Linked DNA regions of Mus musculus: region 2 is linked to region 1. A link is a contact called in public Hi-C data. All regions are on one chromosome and are shown on one strand. Each heading gives the region's core, a stretch centred on a gene start, on an enhancer-like site or on the middle of the called end of the contact. The rest is flanking DNA. Distances are from core to core; before and after follow the strand shown.

Region 1 (4,105 bases), core at 1,063-3,562:
AGGAAGGGGGTTGCTGGGGAGTGGCTTGAGATATCAAAAGGCCACCCCACCCCATCCCCAGTTAGTGCTATGCTTCTCCAGTTCAGAATGTAAGCTCTCAGCAGGTCCTGCTGCCATACCTACCTGGGGCCACACTTTCCCACGGTGATGGTGATGAGGATGAAACCACAAACCCCAAATGAACCCTTCCTTCTCGAAGGTAGCTTGATCATGGCATTCAGCAGAGCAATAGAAAAGTAACTAAGACAGATACCCTTCGGTACAGATAGAAAGGTCGAACCCAAACTGAGTCACCCAAGAAACTGACACATTTAGATCTGTACTTTATTTAGAAAGGACATTCTTACTCCATTGCTTCCACTCTCTTCCCACACCTTTAATCATGCTACAAATGGGAGACACTGTTGCAACAGGGTGTACCAGGGTAGTGGCCAAGGAGTAAGTAATGATGGGAGACAGTTTGGCGATCTGCTAGGGAGGGGCAAGGGTCAGGGATGACTTCAGGCAGTTCCGACTTGCCCACCTGGAAGAGTTTCTGTGTCTCTTGCTGAGCTACTCAGCACTACAAGCACTCAGGCTTTGATTAGATCTTTTTCCCTAGAGGCACCCAAATCAGTGCTCACTAAGGTGTTAACCCCCACCCCCATCCCCACCCTTCTTATCTTGGGCCACTTTTCAAGCCATCTGATCTACTTTATCTTTTTTTTTCTTTCTATCTCTCATTTAAATCCTAGCCATTCAAATATATTGCTAATGATTGGTCACCTAGGAGCAGCAATTTACAAATCACACACACAAACAAAAACCCAACTTTTTCTTTGACTATTTTATTTGGAAATAAACCACCCAAGACCCTCACCACTTACATTTTAAACAGGACATTATACTGGAATGTGAACTAGTGGGTTCTGGGTCTCCTCAGGACAGACAATTTCAGTGTTGGAGGTTACTGGGTTCTAGTTTAATTGTACCTTGTAGTTACAACAAGGAGTGGGGAATCTATGTATCACTACGTTTTAAGTAGTACCATGCCTGGCTGAAGCATCAAAGTGAAGTGAGAATGGTGAACTTACAGGGCCTTTAAAACATCTTGAAGTAATAACAAGCCATAGACTGAAGCCGGGTTGTTTTAAAACATTACACAGAACTAAAACAATTGAACCAATTTGTCCTTTGTTCTTTTTATTGCGTTCCTTATTACATTAATACTGTTTTAAAAGGAAACTCAAAAGCCTCCGACTCTAGCCTAGCACCAAGCTCAGCGAAGTTGTCCTCGCGCTGGCCTGGTTTCCACGGAAAAAGTGCCTTGAGGCTCTTAAAGTGTGAAAGGAAAGGTCCCGGGGCTGAGCCCCAGGCCAGCCAGAGCTCTCGCCCCAGGTGGGAGGATCTGCCCGAAGTTTGCTAAATTTTCTGGCAGCAAGGCTGACCAGCGAACGCCTTTTCGCTCCAGAGCATCGGGCCCTTGGGGAGTCGCACTCCTCCGGGGGTCTCCACCTTTCCAAGAAAAGTCCCTCCAGGCTGGAAGCGGCCCCTGCAGGGTAGGCGAAAGAACAGGGGCGACCCGAAGTCTCCGAACAGCGCCAGCGCGCAGGCTGCAGCGCGACCCCTGTGCACAAGGCAGCGATCGCTCCTGGAGCACCGCGCTCCCCGACGTAGGGACAGGGCATCCTGGGCCGCAACACCCGCTCCACCGCCCTCTGCCCGGGAGGGGCGGCCCTTCCCGCGGGAGCGAGTGATTGACGGCCTCGCTCCCCCACTCCTCGGCTCGCCTGCGAACCCGGGCTGTGTGTTTTGGAAGCGGCGCTAGGGGCCGTAGAGCGTGTGACGCCCGGAGCGGGCCAACGCCGCCCTTCCTTCCCCCCGGGGCTCGGGCCGCAGCGAGGAGGCCAGGACAGCTAGGGCGGGGCCGCGGGCTCAGGGCGCCGGGCGGAGCGCTCAGGCGGGGTGGAGGCCCAGGGTGGAGAGCCGGGCGGGGGCCGCTCACGCCCAGCCCCGAGGCCGCGCCGCGCCTCCCGGGACAGGTCGAGCCGGCGGGGCGGCGCCCGGCTCCGGGGAATAATGAGTGTCTGTCAGGCTGGCCCCGGGTGACTGGGCGGGGCGCGGGCGGGGGCGGCGCGGGAGGCGGGGGCGGGGAAGGGCAGGGCGGGGTGCGTGTTTGCCAGTGACTCGCCGACCCCTCCGGCGGCTGCCTCCACCCAAGTGGGTGGGGACCCCTCCCAGCCCGGGCGGCTGTGGCGGCTCCCGCTGCCCCTCCCTGACCCTCCCACCCCGGCTCCCAGCCTCTACTTACCCCGCCAGCCCCGGGGAGGCTCGCAGAGCGAGCGGCGCCGGCGTCATGTGACTGCCCAGAGTTGGTGCCAAGGAGCCAGAGGGGAGCGGGGAGCCGAGCCGCGCGGAGCCGCGGCCGGAGCGCAGTGCGAGCGCCACCCGAGCCAACCCCACCCGCGCGTCCGTGCGGTCGCGGTCCCTATCCCGGACGCCGTCCGGCCCGAAGCGCTTGACCTGCCGGCCCGCGGGGTTCCGGGCGCCGGGGAGCCGGGCCTGGGTTTCTTGGCCGCTGCGCTCGGCACCGCGCTTGGCAGAGTAAGTCCCCGCGCCCTCACCTTGCCGTCCTGCGCCCCGCTTTGCGCCGCATCTGCTTGCTTCTCTCTCTTTCTCTCCTTTTTTTTTTCCCTTCGGAGAAAGCAGGACGCGGAGAACGGGTTCGGGGTGCAGCGAGGGCTCCTTCGGGCTTGGGAAAGTGCTTCGGAGCTGGGGTGGAGGAGCGAGGGGGAGGGGATGGCGGGCGGGATCGTGGGATAGGGGAACTCGGTGGATTGGGAGCCCGCGGGCGGGGCTCACCTGTGTGGTCCCGGGTCCCCCGCGCTCGGTTCCCATCGGAGCCCCCGGCGCACCCCGCGAGCGGCCGCGTTGGAAGGAGCCAGGTAGCGGCGAGGCCGCGCGCCTGCTCCTCCCCCTCCCGCCTGGACTCGGGGCTCCCGCCCCCCGCCCGCGCCCCCCAGCTGCCGCCCAGCAAACTTGGAGCCCAGCCTCCAGCGCCCCTGGCGAGAAACTTGGGGGCGATTGGGACTGAAGAAGCATCCCCTTTTCCGTACCCGGAGCGCGCTAACTGCTGGGTCATTTGGCTTGTGGGGGAAGGCAGGGGGGAGGAAAAGAACCACCGAGGTTTGGAGAGACTGCCTTTGGGGACTTGGAGAGAACCTGCCGCAGTGCCTGAAGCAAAGGATTGCAGCGTGGCTAGCAGTGCAGAGCGCCTTCGGTGTTAGGGAACCGGAGCCCTGTAGGGACCACAGGACAGTGGTGTGGACCAGAACCTTTGGATAGCTTGGAGGTGGCAAATAAGAGTTGGAATTGTCATATCCATGTCTTTGGCGGATAACAGAAACACTTCTGTAAATTTTTACTGCAGTACTTACAATAGTAGTATTTTACAATAATACTAATTGAATATGAATGAGCCTTTGAATAATTCAGGTTAAATGGACACTGGATAATGTTTACCTTGTATTCTTCAAAATAAACACTTTACACAGAGTCATTGAGATTTTATTTTACACGGAGTCATGAGATTTGGTTCTAAGAACTTATATTTTTTTTCCTCTAATATTGTTGGAGATACTTTATTCTCAAGAGTGGTGTTGGGGGGGAAGTATGAATTGGTATTCTGAATTCATTTGGATTTGATATCTTGTCACTAAGCAAAATTGAGTGAACGTGGGCCAGTTAAGATAAATGAGAACTTTATGCATAAATTTGAGGAACACTTTTTATAAGAAATTCTGCTTGCATGATAACTTGCCTCATCCCAGGAATGTAACAAACATCTTAATAATTTTGTAAGTTAGGGTTTATGAAGAAAGAGCCCCCTGAGTTATTCCGTGGCTTAAACGTGCGTGTTTACCTTAGGCTGTTTAGAGAAACCTGAAAGAAGATGTTTGATTAATTTATACTCCCTAGAGAAAAATCAGTTTTCTCATCATTGAGGTTTGCTGCAGACCGTCGCCGCTAGCCAAGTCCTGTGGAGGTGCTCTGTAGTGACCATTTGGCTGAAATTAAGGAGAGTATCAAAGTGTAGGAGTGACAGTAGCTGCTTGGGTTGCAAACC
Region 2 (4,105 bases), core at 668-3,167, 140 kb before region 1:
ACACCGGAAGTGGGAGTGCCTGTCTGAAGTCTGAGAGGGCAAGGAAGCCTGGTCCCAAGAGGGGTTCGCTTAGAATGAGAATGGACATTGTTCTCAGATCTCAGAGGGAGCAGTTCCCACAAGGCAAAGCCCTAGCTTCCCCTGCTTCTTACAGAGATACACCTTGACAGGTAAAGTCAAAGTTTACAACTTCTACTGGGTAAATATTTGGGGTTAGTTTCCTTAGCAGGAGAATAAGCCTCCAAGGGACTCCCAAGAGGATGATTGGGACTCTTGGATGATTGAAGCTTTTCAGGCCAGAGCAGAGGTGAATCACTAGACCCAACATCAAACATCAAACTGACAACATCAAACAATTAAATGATGCCAGGGTTGGGGGGTAGGGGGTGTAGCAGGATTCACTGCTGGAGGAGACAGTCACGGACCAGTCTTTGAAAGGGTTGGCCATCAAGTTATTTACTGTTTGATGCCTATTGGAACTACCTGCCCTTCCAATCCTCTGTAAAGCCTAGATGGTTCTTGTCACCCAAAGAAGACTATGGGACGCTGAGCCCCACTCCAAGGCTGCCTCAGGGGCGTACAGGACTCACACAGCTTACTAGGACCCACCTTTCTGTAGAAGACTCACTTCTGTTTATCAATCACTAACTCAATCCTAAGAGTAAGTAAATAAATAGATCTTCAAAGTCTTTCACTTTGGGGAACTTGTGGCAGACAAATGAGAAAGAATGGCCGAGGGAGAGACAGTCACTGAAGCACTGGCAGGAGCCAGACCACTGGTCTCTTCTCAGTTGCTAGAGTACTTTGCCTTGGGTTGCCACACATGGCTGTGGTAGTGTGGGGTAGGGGACTTAAATCAAGGAAAGCTGGCTTTTTTCCTTACAGTTCTGAAGGTTCCAAGTCCAAGATGAAGGAATCAGCAGACCTGGTTTTCTGTCCTCAGCTTGCAGGGGCCATCCTCTCCCCATGTCCCCCTCTGCTTGCAGGTGGCAGCCTCTCTTTCCCATAAGGTCCTTCTCTGTGAGTGTCTGCATCCAAACTTTCTTCCGAGCACAGCAGTCAAACGGAATTAGGGCCATCTCAGTGACCTCATCTTAACTCACTGACCTCTATGAAGACTCTGCCTGTAATCTCAGGCAGGGACACTAGGGCAGAAAGGTCCCCTGCACATGAAGCTGAGGCTCTATCGGACCACAGTGCTCTCCATGCAGAGTGGCTTTTGCCTGCTGAAGTTCCTGGAATAACAGTTTTATTTGGTAGGTCATGACCCTGCATCTGTTTCTCCTTCCCTGACTCCTTTCCAAAAATTTCCACTCATATAACCTCCTTTTTTTTTCTTTCAAGAAACAATAAAAACATATCCTTCTAAGTTTCCTGCAACTACACAGCACCATCTTTCCAGAAATTGGTTTTCTGAGAAATGTATGCCTCTAACCCATGCCACAGCCTGTCTTGATATTACTTCATTTAACCCTCTAGAAAAGACCAAGATGCAGACCATGGTGTGGCATATCTTTAATTCCAGCACTCAGGAAGAAAGACCTGGTAGAGATCTCTGAGTTTGAGGCCACCCTGGTCCATGGAGCAAGCTACAAGACAGCCAGTGCTACTCAGAGAAACACTGTCTTTAAAAAAAAAGTAGGTAGGAAGGAAGGAAAGAAGGAAGGAAGGGAGGGAGGGAGGGAGGGAGGGAGGGAGGGAGGGAGGGAGGGAGGGAGGGAGGGAAAGAAGGAGGGAGGAACAAAGGAAGGAAGGAAGGGAGGGAAAGACCAAGACATCTGGAACCTACCATCTTGTCAGTTGAGTGCCTCTTTCATATATTTCTCAAGACACTTTAATTTGTTGTGACCCTCTGCCAGCATCTGCCCCACCCTTAACCCAGCCCATTGAGTAACACTTGGGGAATGCATCTGAGAATGTTCTGGAAGGGTTATCACACACAGCTGTGCATTGCCACGTTCCAGCTCATCTTGCCTAAGGAAGGGTGAAGATGAACCATCGACTCACAAGGCCGAGGAGGGCAGTTCCTGGAGGGACAAAGCTTGATCATGGAAGTGGTGCTTGGTTTATGTTTGCAGTCATTTGGATTCTGCAGAACCAGATAAGAGCCAGATGTGATGCTGTACATCTGTAGCCTCCCAGAGCTGGGAGAGCAGAGATGGGAGGACCCCAAGGACTCACTGGCCAGCTAATCTAGCTAAAATAGTAAGCTTCAAGACCATTGGCAGAAACTAAGGCAACTGAGGAAGAAATTCTGTTGTCAGCCTCTAGTTTCCACTTAACATCCAAACACACATACACACACACACCCCAACATCAGAACACATATACAATGTGGGTGATAGTTTACTAATTTTATAGATGAAGAATCTCAAAGTATGAAATAACTAGGCTGTAAACACAGGGGTGGAGCCAGTATTTGGACATGAATTTGTCTACAATGAGCTTTGTTCTTGCTGTTCACACTCTCTCCCCTCCCCCATCACACTATCAAGTGTTAGCCTTTTTTTCCCTACACAGAGCACCTGTCATCCCACACTGAATTCTACTCATGACTTCTGTGTTCTCACCAACCCATTTACAGGATACAGCTATGCACCAGTGGGTGGTCCAGAGTTTAGGGAAATAAATCTCTTTGAATGAGAAATTTTTTAATAGTAAAATTACAACAGTTTAAAGCTTTCATATACAGTCCAGTTGCTCTTCTTAAAGTTATATTGGTGGTTGAAATGAAAAGGATTATCTCTTTCAAAATATCAGTGATTGCACTGAAAAGCTTTTTCTCCACTCTTCTGGTCAGTAGCAGCTATAAGTGAAGAACAGAGTCTCCCAATCTATGGGGACAAAGGTTCAGCCTCAAAGAGCCTGGCTGTGAGACATATCCAAGGCCTCTCTCTAGCTGTGGACTGGACCAGGAGGCCGCCAGAAGTCAGGCTTGAAGATATGGGTTCCCCGGGTGGCATCTAAGCCTTAGATTCCCAAACTTGCCTCTGAATTTGAGCCACCCGCTACCTTTTAAAACGTTTTTAAACTTAGTATAACTCTGTGTGTGTGTGTGTGTGTGTGTGTGTGTGTGTGTGTGTGTGTACATGATGAGGAATTACATGCCATAGTGCTCTGTGTACTTAGTTATTTCCTTCCACCTTTACATGGACTCTGGGTTCTAGGGATTAAACGCAGGCTCTCGTCTGGCCATCTTTTAAAATTATAGATGCTTGGGTATGGCTTCCACCCCAAGAGTCTGACGCCAATGCCCAGGGCGAAGCCTGAGCATCAACAGCCATGCATTGCCATACGGGGTTAATATGGAGCAGCAGGTGAAAGCCGCCCAGGCACTTTAGTGGTACAGATTACCAATAGTTGGAATGCAGGTTTTAGTGAATGAAGTTATAGCTGTGAGTTAAAATGGCTAACACGTGACTCGAACCAATAGGAAAGCTATTTATTGATCAATGACTAATAGGTTGAAAAGTAACACAATATGTATGCAATGTCATGATGTGTTTGTATGCAAATATAAACCAGTAAGCATCCCAAGATTGGGTTAGCCATCAGTGACAACTTTAGCTTTATATGTAAGCGGATGTACTGATATAATATTACTTTGAAATTAAGAATAAAATAGGTTTGTCTTGTGTGCATGTGTGTGCAAGTACACATGTATGTGTGTATATATATATATGTATTTACACACACACACATATATATGTGCACGTGAACACTATGGTGCCAGTCCTTAGAAGCCACCCACGGTGTTTTTTGAAACAGGATCTCTCATTGACTTGGACGACACTTGACAAGAGGCAAGGCTGACTGGTCAGCAAATCCCAGAGACCTGCCTCTCCAGCACAGAACCACGAGCACACATCGCCACACCTAATTTATTTTATATTATATATATATATATTATATATATATATATATATAGAGAGAGAGAGAGAGAGAGAGAGAGAGAACTCAGCTCCTCGGGCTTACACTCTATGCTCTGAGCTCTCTCCCTAGTCTGAAGAAATGTATCTTTTTCTGTGGTTTGCTTTTTTGTAGTTGTTACTTGTTTGCTTGAGCTCATTATAGCTCAGAAGCATCAAACCCACAGCAACCTTCT

Evidence for each region. A called contact is a pair of places that touch in the nucleus more often than the background predicts.
Region 2: a Hi-C map of uterus shows a contact between it and region 1. The contact joins the enhancer-like site here to the promoter of Klf3 in region 1. A contact is called at or near these places in 23 of 39 promoter capture datasets (the 3T3-L1 cell line, 3T3-L1-derived adipocytes, the C10 cell line and 13 more), 1 of 15 datasets of contacts at CTCF or cohesin (CD8 T cells), 48 of 484 Hi-C or Micro-C datasets (the 3T3-L1 cell line, 3T3-L1-derived adipocytes, B cells and 36 more), 42 of 115 datasets of contacts at active chromatin or transcription factors (CD8 T cells, DN3 thymocytes, the SCID.adh cell line and 29 more) and 5 of 9 other capture datasets (adipose tissue, bone marrow-derived macrophages, embryonic stem cells and 2 more).

Annotation. Positions count from the first base shown.
Region 1 is chr5:64,801,209-64,805,313 of GRCm38.p6, forward strand. It overlaps Klf3 (Kruppel-like factor 3 (basic)), which reads left to right and starts at 2,313. Exons shown (of 6, transcript NM_008453.6): 1 at 2,313-2,583. Gm38457 reads right to left here. Exons shown (of 2, transcript XM_006504241.4): 1 at 2,842-4,105; 2 at 1,162-2,751. The coding sequence starts at 3,081. The coding sequence ends at 2,287.
Region 2 is chr5:64,665,239-64,669,343 of GRCm38.p6, forward strand. No RefSeq gene overlaps it. Among named protein-coding and RNA genes, the nearest start is that of Gm26761, 32 kb to the right of the region's middle. Within about 2 kb of position 1,918, at least 33 of the 459 cell types and tissues checked have an H3K27ac peak or open chromatin away from gene starts, as enhancers often do. A contact at or near this core is called in the C2C12 cell line, the HL-1 cell line, adipose tissue and 4 more, where this site is marked.